Regions from separate parts of the Capsicum annuum genome. Here region 1 is linked to region 2. Evidence: chromatin contacts called from public Hi-C data. All regions are on one chromosome and are shown on one strand. Each heading gives the region's core, a stretch centred on a gene start, on an enhancer-like site or on the middle of the called end of the contact. The rest is flanking DNA. Distances are from core to core; before and after follow the strand shown.

Region 1 (5,889 bases), core at 204-2,703, 140 kb before region 2:
GTCCTCTATGAAATTTAAGAAATAAAGGAAAACTTGGTAATGTTTATCAAATTGTCCTCTATAAAAAAAATGTGCTACTATCTATTTTTAATTAACTGAGGCCAATAAGAATTTTTTTTTAAAAAAATGAGGGTAGGAAAATGGGGGAGGGGATTACAATATGGGAAATCGATCCCTCACCAACAAGCTAGAAGTTCAGGTAACTAACCAACTAAAAATTTCACGTGGGACCAATAAGGGTAAAAGTAAAATTGTGTCTTTAAATAGTTATTAATAAGGAAAAATGATATTTTTTTAGGACGGACCAAAAAGTAAATGATGATACATAAAATAAGACGGAGAAAATCTCACTGTTTTAAATTGTACTTTGAACTTGAGTGTTATTATGCTTGAACCGTAGCTTTATTGAGAAATTTGTAATATTGATTCACGAGTCCTTTTTGTGGATTTCATAAATTATGAGACCTTTAATTATAATTGTAGAATGGAAAAGTTGTGGTGAGCACATACTTTTTTTGGTGGATTAGTTTTAAGTGATACTAGGATACTTGATTGATTGAAACATGTCACGTCTATACACATGATATGACACATTTTTTTTGGCCTTTGAATTGAGTTAATATGCTTTGTTATTTTGATGTGTGACATGATTCTATAAGTTTTTTCATTTGACTTAGTATACTACGTTATTTGATATGTGATACCAAATTAAATATTTAAGACAAGATGACATCTCGGAATTAGAAAAATACGTTCATAATTTTATAGTTTAAGTCAATGGACTAGCCTAACAAAATTTGATTTTAATTTAATTCATATTTATTAGATTTATTCAATCCAATTATATCAATTCACTATTTATTTATATTAATATAAATTTGATATAATCTGAATCATTTTATGAATTTATACCCTACAAATTTTATACGATTACAATATGATACTTTTCTTTCATAATTTTGCATATATCAAAATTTTTATGAACACATATTTTAGGATACAACAAGTATTCTTTAGAAAAAAGGAAATTTCATAAAAGGAAAAAGAAAATCACTCACTCTATTCAACCTATATAACTTGCTTTCATTTTAGTCGGCCATCAAATCAATGGCAAGTCTTTACTTTTAGTAACATTTTAGCTTTAAAATTATTTTATTCTTAATAAAATGATTTATTGCTTTCATTTTAGTCGGCCACCAAATCAATGGCAAGTCTTTACTTTTAGTAATATTTTAGCTTTAAAATTATTTTATTCTTAATAAAATGATTTATAGTCATACAAGTGTCTATGACTTAGAACCTGTTTGACCATAGACTTTTCAAGTAATATTTGCGAAAAAAAACTTGAAAAATAGTATTTGGTCATACAATTTGTTATTATTTGACCAAAAAATTCAAAATTCTAAATATTACTATAAAATACTACTAGTATTTGGACAAATTTCATTTTTTGTAATCCTAAATATTACGAGCTCACTCAAATTTTTCATTCAATAAAATTAAAAATTTATAATCAAATATTAACTTGTTTTAGGCTCCCAAACACTCCCATAAAGGTAGATCGTTTGTATCTTTATACAGCATAGAAAAATCAGGTGAAACAAAGAGGGCAGCCAAAAATACACTTTGTTTCTAAACATACACAGCAGCAGACAGTGCCGCGCCGGGCTCTCCTCTCAGCCTTTTTTTTTTTTCTCTCTTTTTCTCCATTGGTTGCAAAAGTGGGCGAAAAAGCTGTTTTACTGAGGAATGGAGAACGGCGGTGCGTTAGCGAAGAAGCAAGTACTTTTGTACTACTGTGTTGAAATGGAGGATCTTGCTCGTAAAATTGCTTATGATTCTGATTGTATTCACCTCCATTCCATTAACTGGAGGTACCCAACTATCAAAATTGAAAATTTCCACTCTTCTTGTCTCTGTTTCACGCACCTACTATACTTTCTTGAATTGTTCTCTGACCATTTTTAAAAAATTAAACAGTAGGAAAAAAAATATTATTATTATTATTATTATAGCCTAAAAATGTAGCACCGTGAATCCATGATCTTTTCATAAAACTAGCTAGTTTATATGTATAATTTTTTTAAAAATAAATTGGTACTATTATTTATCTGGGGGCATTCATGCTACAAGAAAAGCTACAAATTATTTTTTTATGTATCCTGGCTCCGCCACCAGGGCCACCTATGTTCTAGAAATTCTTGATTCGCTAATTTTGCTAATAAACAAAGTCAGAATTCATCTAATAATTTTACTAGAATTCTTCCACATTTTACTAAAGTTCAGATTTTATTTATTTTTAATATGAACAGTTCTGTTTGAAAGATTATGTGATAAGAGTAAATTGAACCTAAACTCCCCGTTTATTATGTTTGAACTTTGAACCTTCTCTTTGTTAAGTGTGGAACAGTTTTTTTTTGTTCCTTGATTTGGAGGATGCTGCCGTATTTAATGGGTTAAGTGAAAAGAAAACGCACAAAAGAATGATCTAAATCACTTTTAAACAATCTGAAAAAGTGAAAGTCAAATTTCTGTTACATTTTATAATCAAACATTGACTAAGTAAAATGAAATGGAGGGAGTACGCTTCATTCACTCTATAGAATTCATCGTAGTTAGCCTATTTTTACACTAGGCGTCAATCTAACTTGGTGTTCCTTCATCTGTGTTTAAGATTGTCCAAAGTTTGCTAAGATAAGTGAAGTTTGCATGTATCTTTAAGGGGGAAAGGTAGTTCTGTATTGTTTACAAAGTTGCCTACTTAGTTACTGAGGCCAAATAAAGATACTTTATGTTGGCAATGCGTATGCATAAGCACTTATCTACCTGGTTTAATGATGGATCTACAAACGATGTTGATACTTGTAAAATAGTTTGTGTTAATTCTTTTTGGGACAAGGCTAACGAATACTTGTGCATGTTTCAGGAGTTTTGATGATGGTTTTCCAAATCTCTTCATAAACAATGCACACAATATCCGTGGGCAGCATGTTGCTTTTCTGGCATCTTTCAGCTCACCAGCAGTCATCTTTGAACAACTTTCTGTGATATTTGCTCTTCCAAGGCTGTTTGTCGCATCTTTTACGCTTGTATTGCCATTCTTTCCAACTGGATCATTTGAACGGATGGAAGAGGAAGGAGATGTGGCTACTGCATTCACCATGGCTAGAATAATATCAAATATTCCAATCTCAAGAGGTGGTCCAACTAGTGTAGTTATCTATGACATCCATGCATTACAGGTAATTTCGCTTCTTTCACAGAATTATAGTTCATCCGTGCATTTGTTTACATGATTACTTAGGCTACTTATATCTAAGATTCTCTAATTGAGCTCTGCAAAAGATAATGGCTTTTCAGCTAGCTTGCTTTTCTATGAAACCCAAAATATCCTGACAGGATCACCTTGACCTCTTCATATGTTCGAAATGTTTCTTGAGATATTTATGTTCACGTGTCTATGTTTCTGCAGGAGAGGTTTTATTTCGGAGACCATGTTCTGCCTCTGTTTGAGACTGGAGTCCCGTTGTTGAAGCAACGGCTTCAGCAACTTCCACAGTCTGAGAAGGTAGGCAGCTTTCCTGCTAAACGTACTTATCCTCGTTTTTTCAAGATGACTTAGCAATGGCTACTTGTCCAATAAGTAGTCACGTCCTAACATTTTTTCTATTCCAGATAGTGATAGCCTTTCCTGACGATGGAGCTTGGAAGCGGTTCTACAAGCAATTGGGTCACTATCCTGCTGTTAGTAAATCATAGAAACTCCTTTCCTGTGGTTTCTATGTGCTACCTTATATCATCTCGAACTTAGCAGATTTTCTTCTCCTAGGTAATTTGCACCAAAGTCCGGGAGGGTGACAAGAGAATAGTCAGGCTTAAAGAGGGTAATCCTGCGGGGTGTCATGTGGTCATTGTTGATGACTTGGTCCAATCCGGAGGTACTCTAATAGAATGCCAGGTAATCCTGTCTCCTGAATGTACTAGTGTCCTGATTATTATGTCTGCGTCCTCAAATTTGCATCATCTAAACCTAACGATGATTTAAATTTTAACTGGTCGTGCGGTGTCTGGCTTCTTTAGTTCTAAAAGTTGTGGCAGTCTTATAGAACTCTGCTTCTTCCATCCCGTATTTTACATTAAAAGATAAATATTTGAAGAGATGTGTTATTTTGTTCATTGAAAATTTCGGGATTGTTGCCCCCTTAATACCTAACTTTGTTTAGCAGTAGGTTATATGTTATGTTTGTTCAATTATGTGTACATGCCTAGTTTATTAAAAGCGTCCCATGTCTGTACCAACTTCATTTTTGGGTTAATTTTCCTTCTCTGCGAGTGAAGTTAAGCCAACCATGTGTTTATCCAATGTGTCAACTTTCTTTTTTGCAAATATTTGAAAATAGATATATTGGCAATATTCCGCAACCGACCGGGCGCTAATTGCTTAAGGGTAGAGTACAACCTTTAAGCTCCCAACATGTCCAACCAGAACTTTAAAGTAACAAAGAAACAGCGGAAAAAGGATGAAAAAAGTAGAGTGTGTGTGTATACAATCTTTGAGCTTTTTAGTTTACCGGGATCCCCTTTCAACAACAACAACATGTTCAATGTAATTCCACAGGTGGTGGGGTCTGGAGAAGGTAAAGTGTATGCAGACTTTACCCCTATCTCCTGAGAGGTAGAGAGGCTGCTGACCTTAGACTTTGTGTGATATGATAACACTTTGATGACCGTCTTTGGAATCAGCTCCTCCACTTTAACTCATTTTGAGTTGTTAAAGATATTGGACTTGACATCTTAAATAGCTGCATTGTTTTTTGCCTTGTTTCCGTTTTGGTGTTTCCGGCACTGCTAACGCTTTATTTGTTTGACTCATTGGTTCACCAGAAAGTTTTGGCAGCTCACGGTGCAGCAAAGGTTAGTGCATATGTGACCCACGGAGTTTTTCCAAAGCGGTCATGGGAGCGTTTTATGCACAAGAGTGATGGTAATTAACTACTCGTATTTCTATCCATCTTTAGTTCTCTCCTTCTCTCCCCTAATTTTATAACTGTTTCCAATGCCCTTTTCGAGTTCAGGCTCAGAGAAAGCATTCACATACTTTTGGATCACAGATTCGTGTCCCGTCACTGTGAAAGCCATAGCTAATAAAGCTCCTTTTGAAGTCATCAGCTTGGCAGGGTCAATAGCTGATGCACTTCAGATCTGAGAATATTGTTTGCTATGTCATTTGTTGTGCAATGTCATCTATATGACTTTAAATGGTTGTGCAAGCATTTATCCTTGTAACAGAAACTTATAATCTGCTGTGTCCCATTGTAATAACATCCTCAGTTCACTATGTCAACTGTTTAGCACAACCACAACTTACATTCACTATATTTAACATGTATGGTCTCATCCAAAGGGGGTATAATGAGTTGGATTAAACTCCTCAAAGCTTTCTCCCACAATATTACAAGGCAGTAATATTTTGTTTACATTTTTATTCATTCTGTTTTTGGTGGACTAATGGACTCGATAAGAAAATGGGGTGCTAACAAGAAGCATTTACTAGTGACTAGTGAATCATCAGATAATAGTGCTCTATTAAAGAAAGTCCTGATAGAAAAATTTAGACAATGCTCGATCATTTACCAACCATTTTGCCTTAATCCTTGGCCTCCATATCATCATATCTAAGAGTAATGTCTTTGGTAAACTGCGGGTGCATCATATCATGTCTAATTACCTCTCCCCAGTACTTCTTCGACCCATCGTATCCAATTTCTCACACCACATTCATTACTCATTACTGGGCATCTGAACATCTTCTCTTCACATGTACGAACCATCTCAAATTCGCATCTCACCTTGACCATAATAGGAGCCACACCCACCTTGTCCGGATAT
Region 2 (6,510 bases), core at 1,243-3,742:
CCCGTAATAATACGGGCCTTGCACATGGCCCTTGCACTTCTAGTATCAATAGACTATCCAGTAGTAATTGCTGATATGCAAATATCTTCTTCATAATTATGTCTATCCTCACTTCAATTTTAATTATTAAGATTAAATTGTTTGATCTTATATAATTATTTATTGTGAGTAAGTAATTATAATTTTTTACATCGATCACTAAAATTATCTAATTACTTGAAATAATGATATACAAGAGTCATTTTTGGAAATTAACTATTTAATCTCTTTATTAATCCACTAAAATAGTGTATACCGCACAATCCCTATATTTCACTATTGTATAAAAAAAAATTAACAGCTTAATACAACGAAAAAATATTACTTAACCCTGTGGCATTAAATAAATACATGAGATGCATGTATAGGATGAATTCCTTTTTCTTTGTTTTTTATTTGAGCCGGGGGTCTATCGGAAATAGTCTTTCTACTTCTCCTGAAGTAATGGTATGGATTGCGTACATCTTACCCTCTGAGGCCCCACTATGTGAGAATACACTAGATTGTTGTTGTTATTTTTCATTTGATGTACCGTATTTATCTTGAAACTCGATTAATTAAAATTCATACAAAGAAAAATCTCACTTCAAAAAGTGAAGTAATTTTCAATGAAAGCAATATTATTTCTAAGGTTAGAACCAAATATTTCTAGCCAGTGATAATTACTTCCATTTATCATAATTTATTGGTGGTAGACCAAGTTGAAAGATGCATAAAACCACAATATTATTACTCAAACTTTCCAATCTAATAACATACCATCCAATTTTGTGGTGGTGTTTAAAGGGCAGATTCATTTTCATCATCACGGATATGCCTTTTCCTTCCAATAATTTCATGGAGCAAATAAAAATAATTAGGTTTTCCTTACAAAATCCAAGTATAGTTTTTTTTTTATTTCCCATTTGGTGTCCGGTATCGTCATTGAAGTCCCGACTAATTCAAATCGCGCGTTGCAAGACCCATTAAGAGGGTAGCGCTCCCAACAGAATTTTCTCCTTACCCAAGATAGTATTGAAAGAACATAATAAAATCATTTTGACTTCTTAAATAGGACCACAAAAATGAAACAATTTTTTTTTTAAAAAAAGATCAATTAAAACAAAACAAGGGACCGGAGTATCTTATTCTTTGTTCGGTAATAATATTGGAATAGTTACATATTTGGATCAGTAATTAATATGAAGATAAGTTATTCAAAAGGGATCGTAGTAATAATTGTGAGATTAGTTATCTCATGTCTAACAAAATCTGCATTTATGAGGTCTCTCAAATCCTTTTTCTATTTAATAAATAAATAATATTTTTGTAATACAATGCATGTTGTTTAATATAACAAACAAACAATTAATAAAAAATAATATAAAATAATCAATCTCACTATAACAAATTTCAACCTAACTTATTTTTAAATGAAATGATTTATCAATAAAGTTTGAATTGAATTATTGGATTAACACATACACATTTAATGCAAAACAAAAACAGCAATTTGCACTTATTATTCACATTAGAATTAATTATACGCATGCTACCTGTCTTTAAATAAAACTTTTTGTAACATTTAACTATATAGTAATAACCAATTACTATTTTTATATAACTTACTTCTCAAGTTATTAAATGTAGTAAAACTTTTTGTAACATTTAACTATATAGTATAATTCATTATTGTTTTTATATTAATTTACTTCTAAAGCTATTGATTAACATATTTTAATTTAAAAACGTACTACCATAAAATGTAAGCAATTTCTTTTTTTGTTTCCTCCCTTTCTGTTGCGTGTTGTTAAATGCATCCGCCTCTTGGGTGGCCGTGGCACTATATATTGTATCCAGATAAGATACACTCACATCACATGCACGTAAATATAATATGTAAACTACTTTATATTATAGTAGTAAAATAAAATATTGTTCTTTATTGTACAATAATTATCAACATAAGTTGTAATCAGATCAGATGATCGATATTCTTTCGTCCTTAATAACTTTCGAGAAAGATTTTAGACTCTTTAACTTTTAAATATAAAAAAAGTTATTGGCATCTTGAGTTCAAGTCTCTAAATATAAAATAAGTTCGATTAGAAGTTTGAGTTGAGTTTTTAAATAAAAAAAGTCCAATTACGAGTGTTGCTCTAAAAAATGGACCGATAGACCACTATCTAAATTTAGTTGGGCTCCAATATGATAGTTCTGTAGGCCGTATAGTTTAGAACCTAAATTTAGGTTGATTTCAATATGATAGTCGGGGCGCAATTCAGATTAATCAAACTCCATTATAATAGTCGGATGGGCCTTATAGTACATATTTCAAATTTAGTCTAGCTTCAATGTGACGATGGTCGGGAGCGTCACTTTAAAATATGGGCCGAGTAATGCTCTGTTCAAATTTAATTGGGCTTCAATACTATAATCAAGTAGGCCGGCCATGTAGTTCACATTCTAAATTTAATCGGCTTTCAATATGATATTCAACACCGAATGAAAAACCTATTTGTTTTTTTTTATATATAAAAAAATAGAATGAGGTATAATACATGTCCATATATATGTATTTTTGTACATCTTGTTGTTTGTGTATGTAACCCTACCACCCCAGCAGTCCCACCTCTAAAATTGTCGGTGTCAGATCTCCCTCCTTCTCCTTCTTTCCCACCAGCTAGGGGTTTCTTCAGATCCACATATATCCATCTCCCCCTTCCCTTCCATTGTTAATTATGATGAGGAGATGAGATTTAGGGTTTTGTTATTTTTGTTGTGGTAATGTGGAACCCATTTCTTGGTTGTTGAGGGAGAGTTTTATGAAGGATCAAGAAGAAGTGGTTATATTAATAAGGTGGGACTGGGATTCTTCTTTTGATATTCGTTGTTTGGGGCAAATGTGGATGAGTTTTTGAATTCTTGAAATTCTTGAATTTTGGAGTGTTGGGGTTGGTTTTATTTGGATCACTCGATTCGAATTTGTTATTGTGTTTGTGGGGTTTGCAGAATTATTGAGAAAAAAAAAATGCAGGCTGATCAAAGAAAAAAGGTGAGATTTTTGTTCTATCTTTTTGGAAATGAAATTAATAGGTTTGATAGTCAATGTGTGTGTGTGTGTGTTAAATTTTTCTTGTGATTTTGGGATTATTGAGAAAAATGCAGGCTGATCAAAGGAAAGAGGTGATTTTTTCGTTATTTCTAGTTTTGTTGATATGTTCATTTTTGTATTGTTTGTGAATTGTTTTTCTATTTTCTTGTGCTTTTGGGATTTGTTGTGGGTTTTCAGAATTATTGAGCAAAATGCAGCCTGATCAAAAGAATAAAATGAAGAGATTTTTGCTCTTTCTTGGAAATGAAATTTCTAGTTTTTATTTGAATGGTATATTTTTTTCAATTTTTCCTTTTTTGAGTTCTTGGGATTATTGAGAAAAAATGCAGCCTGATAAAAGAAAAAAGAGAGATTTTTTTTTTTTTTCGAATTTTAGCATAATGAAGTTGCAGGTTTGTTGCTATTTTCATCGTTGCATTGTTTTTTTTTCCCCCCCCCCCCCCCCCCCCCACCCACCTATTTTCTTGTTCTTTTGGGATCCGGATTTGTTAGGTTTTGTGGGGTTTCGGAATTATTGAGAAGAATGCAGGCTGATCAGAGAAAAGAAGTGAGATTTTTTTGCTCTTTTTTTTGGAAATGAAATTACTAGTTTTATCGTTATGTTGTTTTGATTTCAATTTTTTTTTTTTTTTTTTAGATTTTCTTTTGAGGTTTTAGAATAATTGAGAAAAATGCAGCAGCCTGATCAAAGGAAAAAATTGAGATTTTTGTTCTTTTTTTTTTTTTTTTTTGAAATTTAGCCTGATGAAATTACAGGATTTATTGCCATGTTCATCATCGTACTGTTTGTGACTGTGAAATTACAGGATTTATTGCCATCTATTTTATTGTGGTGTTTGGGATTGGGATTTGTTAGGTTCTTGGTGAATTTGTTGGTGGATTTTAATTATTTATATTGGTGGATGTTGAAATGATTAGGTGGATTACAATGTTTATTCTTGAATGATAGGTGAGAAGACTTGATACTTCCCCCCATTCCCATTTTTTATGCACAAAAGAACCTGGTTCTTTTGTGCCAAGTGGGTCTTTTTGTTTATTTCTATATCTTTGTTTTTGTTTGTTAATTGGATCGCTTATTCCGCGCACTAAACTGAGATTCGGAGGCATGATTTTGTATTCGTGTCAACCAAAACTGAATGAAAATTTTTCAATAATTTGAAAAGTTAAAAGTCCTTTGAATGGATCAATCAGAATTTCATACAGTTGAATGGATGAGTTCCTGCATCGGATTCATATAATCTGCATCATAGATTGAAATTAAAATGAGATTGCACTATTGAAAATATGCAGGGAGCAAAAGTGTACTTGCCTTAAGGCTTAAACTAGGTAATGTTTTTTTTATGCACTATATGGTATGATAATTCTGGGAATCCTCCCACTTTATTTAATAAATGAATGGTACCTTGCAACATTCAGGTTTTGAATGTTCTGTATTGTTGAATCATATTTTGGGAGGGTGACTTTTGTTTGTTATCTCTATTTGTACAAATGTTATTAAATGATAAGGCTACTAGTTGCGGTCTTGTGTATTTGCTTCTAAAGTTTTGCTAAAGTCATAGAATGGAAGAAAATATGCCATTTATTTATTAGAGATTCTCTTGGATGCTGCTTTTAGCTGACGATGAACGGTGTTGAATACTTGCCTATTTTATCTAAAATGAATAATTTGAGTGTATGTTCGATGCTGCTGCAGAGTTCTGCAGAGATGGACTTCTTCTCTGAATATGGTGATGCAAATAGATACAAAATTCAGGAAGTCATAGGGAAAGGCAGCTATGGTGTCGTTTGCTCAGCCATTGACACACATACTGGTGAAAAAGTGGCAATTAAAAAAATTCATGACATCTTTGAACACATATCTGATGCAGCACGGATCCTCCGCGAGATAAAGCTTCTGAGACTTCTGCGCCATCCCGATATAGTTGAAATCAAACATATTATGTTGCCACCTTCACGGAGGGATTTTAAAGATATTTATGTTGTTTTTGAGCTCATGGAGTCGGATCTACACCAAGTTATCAAGGCTAATGATGACTTGACTCGGGAACATTATCAGTTTTTCCTTTATCAGTTGCTTCGTGCCCTAAAATATATACACACAGGTAAATCTGTCCGGTCTTGTGCTGCATCTTTGATCCTATAGAGTTTCCAGTGCTTCTATATATTACATTTAATCTGTGTTCCCTTATCTTCAAATTTCGAAGAGGAGTATGTTTGTAGGTGCCTTAATGGGGCACGGATCAGCCCTGTTGTCATCAGTAAGCAGACTAGTCCTTTCTTGTGCGTTTCATAATCTCAATGACTCTTGTTTTGCTGCAGCTAATGTCTACCATAGAGATTTAAAGCCAAAAAATATCTTGGCAAATGCAAATTGTAAGCTCAAGATCTGTGATTTTGGATTGGCCAGAGTTGCATTCAATGATACACCTACCACAATATTTTGGACGGTAGGTGCTGTTGAAAGTTATATATGTTAACATAATACTTTCACCACCACTCCCCCACTTATCACTTGAATACATTACCAAGATGCCATGTTCATCTTTATTGGTTTTTCGCTCTTGCCGTAACTTCACGGGCGAATTTTGCAGGATTATGTAGCTACTAGATGGTATAGAGCTCCAGAGTTATGCGGTTCATTTTACTCCAAGGTATAGTTAGAATCTCTATAAAACTGTACAACCTCTTATTTTTTTCTCTCTCTAATCCAACTCTCTTTTCATTGTACCTCTAGTAGCGGGCACTTTAAATTATATGCCTGACTAAATGTTTGATGTCCCAGAAAACTTGACATGTGATCAATGCATTGGTTAATAGGTCGAAATGTTGTATGTTAGGTGCTGTCACAAGCTAGAAGCATTTCTCACTTTTAACCCATTGATTTGTTCCCGGCTATGGTTAATATTGTCTCAGTACTCGTCTACTTCCCTAGTCCTCTAATACATTCAACTTAGGGTGACTTTGTCCTTAACCACGGCATGGGATAACTGACATGTATGTGTGCACTTCTTGTTTGAAGTTTCTGATTGTAAAGCTTTCTTATTCGTGGATCAGAATAATTGTTTTCATACTGCACTTGCTGAAAATTCTGCATTTTGCTTTTTATATGGAATTGCTGATTCTTTCATGCGTTATGGATATTTTGAACTGTTGCGAGGTCAATCGCCCTTCTTAGTAGTGTCAGTTTTCCTGGAAGTTGTTGATAATCATTGCACTGCATGTTGTTTTCACTATACAAATTTTGACGGTTTTTTGCTTGCAGTATACCCCTGCAATTGATATATGGAGCATAGGGTGCATCTTTGCTGAAGTTCTCACCGGGAAGCCGCTTTTTCCTGGAAAAAATGTAGTTCACCAACTGGATTTGATGACCGATC

The links. A called contact is a pair of places that touch in the nucleus more often than the background predicts.
Region 1: a contact with region 2 is called in a Hi-C map of leaf, with 4 times the contacts expected there. The contact joins the promoter of LOC107878498 here to the promoter of LOC107878495 in region 2. A contact is called at or near these places in 2 of 5 Hi-C or Micro-C datasets (leaf and placenta).

What each region holds. Positions count from the first base shown.
Region 1 is chr7:215,526,312-215,532,200 of UCD10Xv1.1, reverse strand. LOC107878498 (ribose-phosphate pyrophosphokinase 4) reads left to right here and starts at 1,453. Exons shown (of 7, transcript XM_016725515.2): 1 at 1,453-1,874; 2 at 2,927-3,242; 3 at 3,473-3,568; 4 at 3,676-3,744; 5 at 3,830-3,958; 6 at 4,885-4,984; 7 at 5,076-5,436. The coding sequence starts at 1,750. The coding sequence ends at 5,206.
Region 2 is chr7:215,387,850-215,394,359 of UCD10Xv1.1, reverse strand. It overlaps LOC107878495 (mitogen-activated protein kinase 20), which reads left to right and starts at 2,492. Exons shown (of 10, transcript XM_016725510.2): 1 at 2,492-3,073; 2 at 4,827-5,235; 3 at 5,453-5,580; 4 at 5,725-5,784; 5 at 6,396-6,510. The coding sequence starts at 3,050.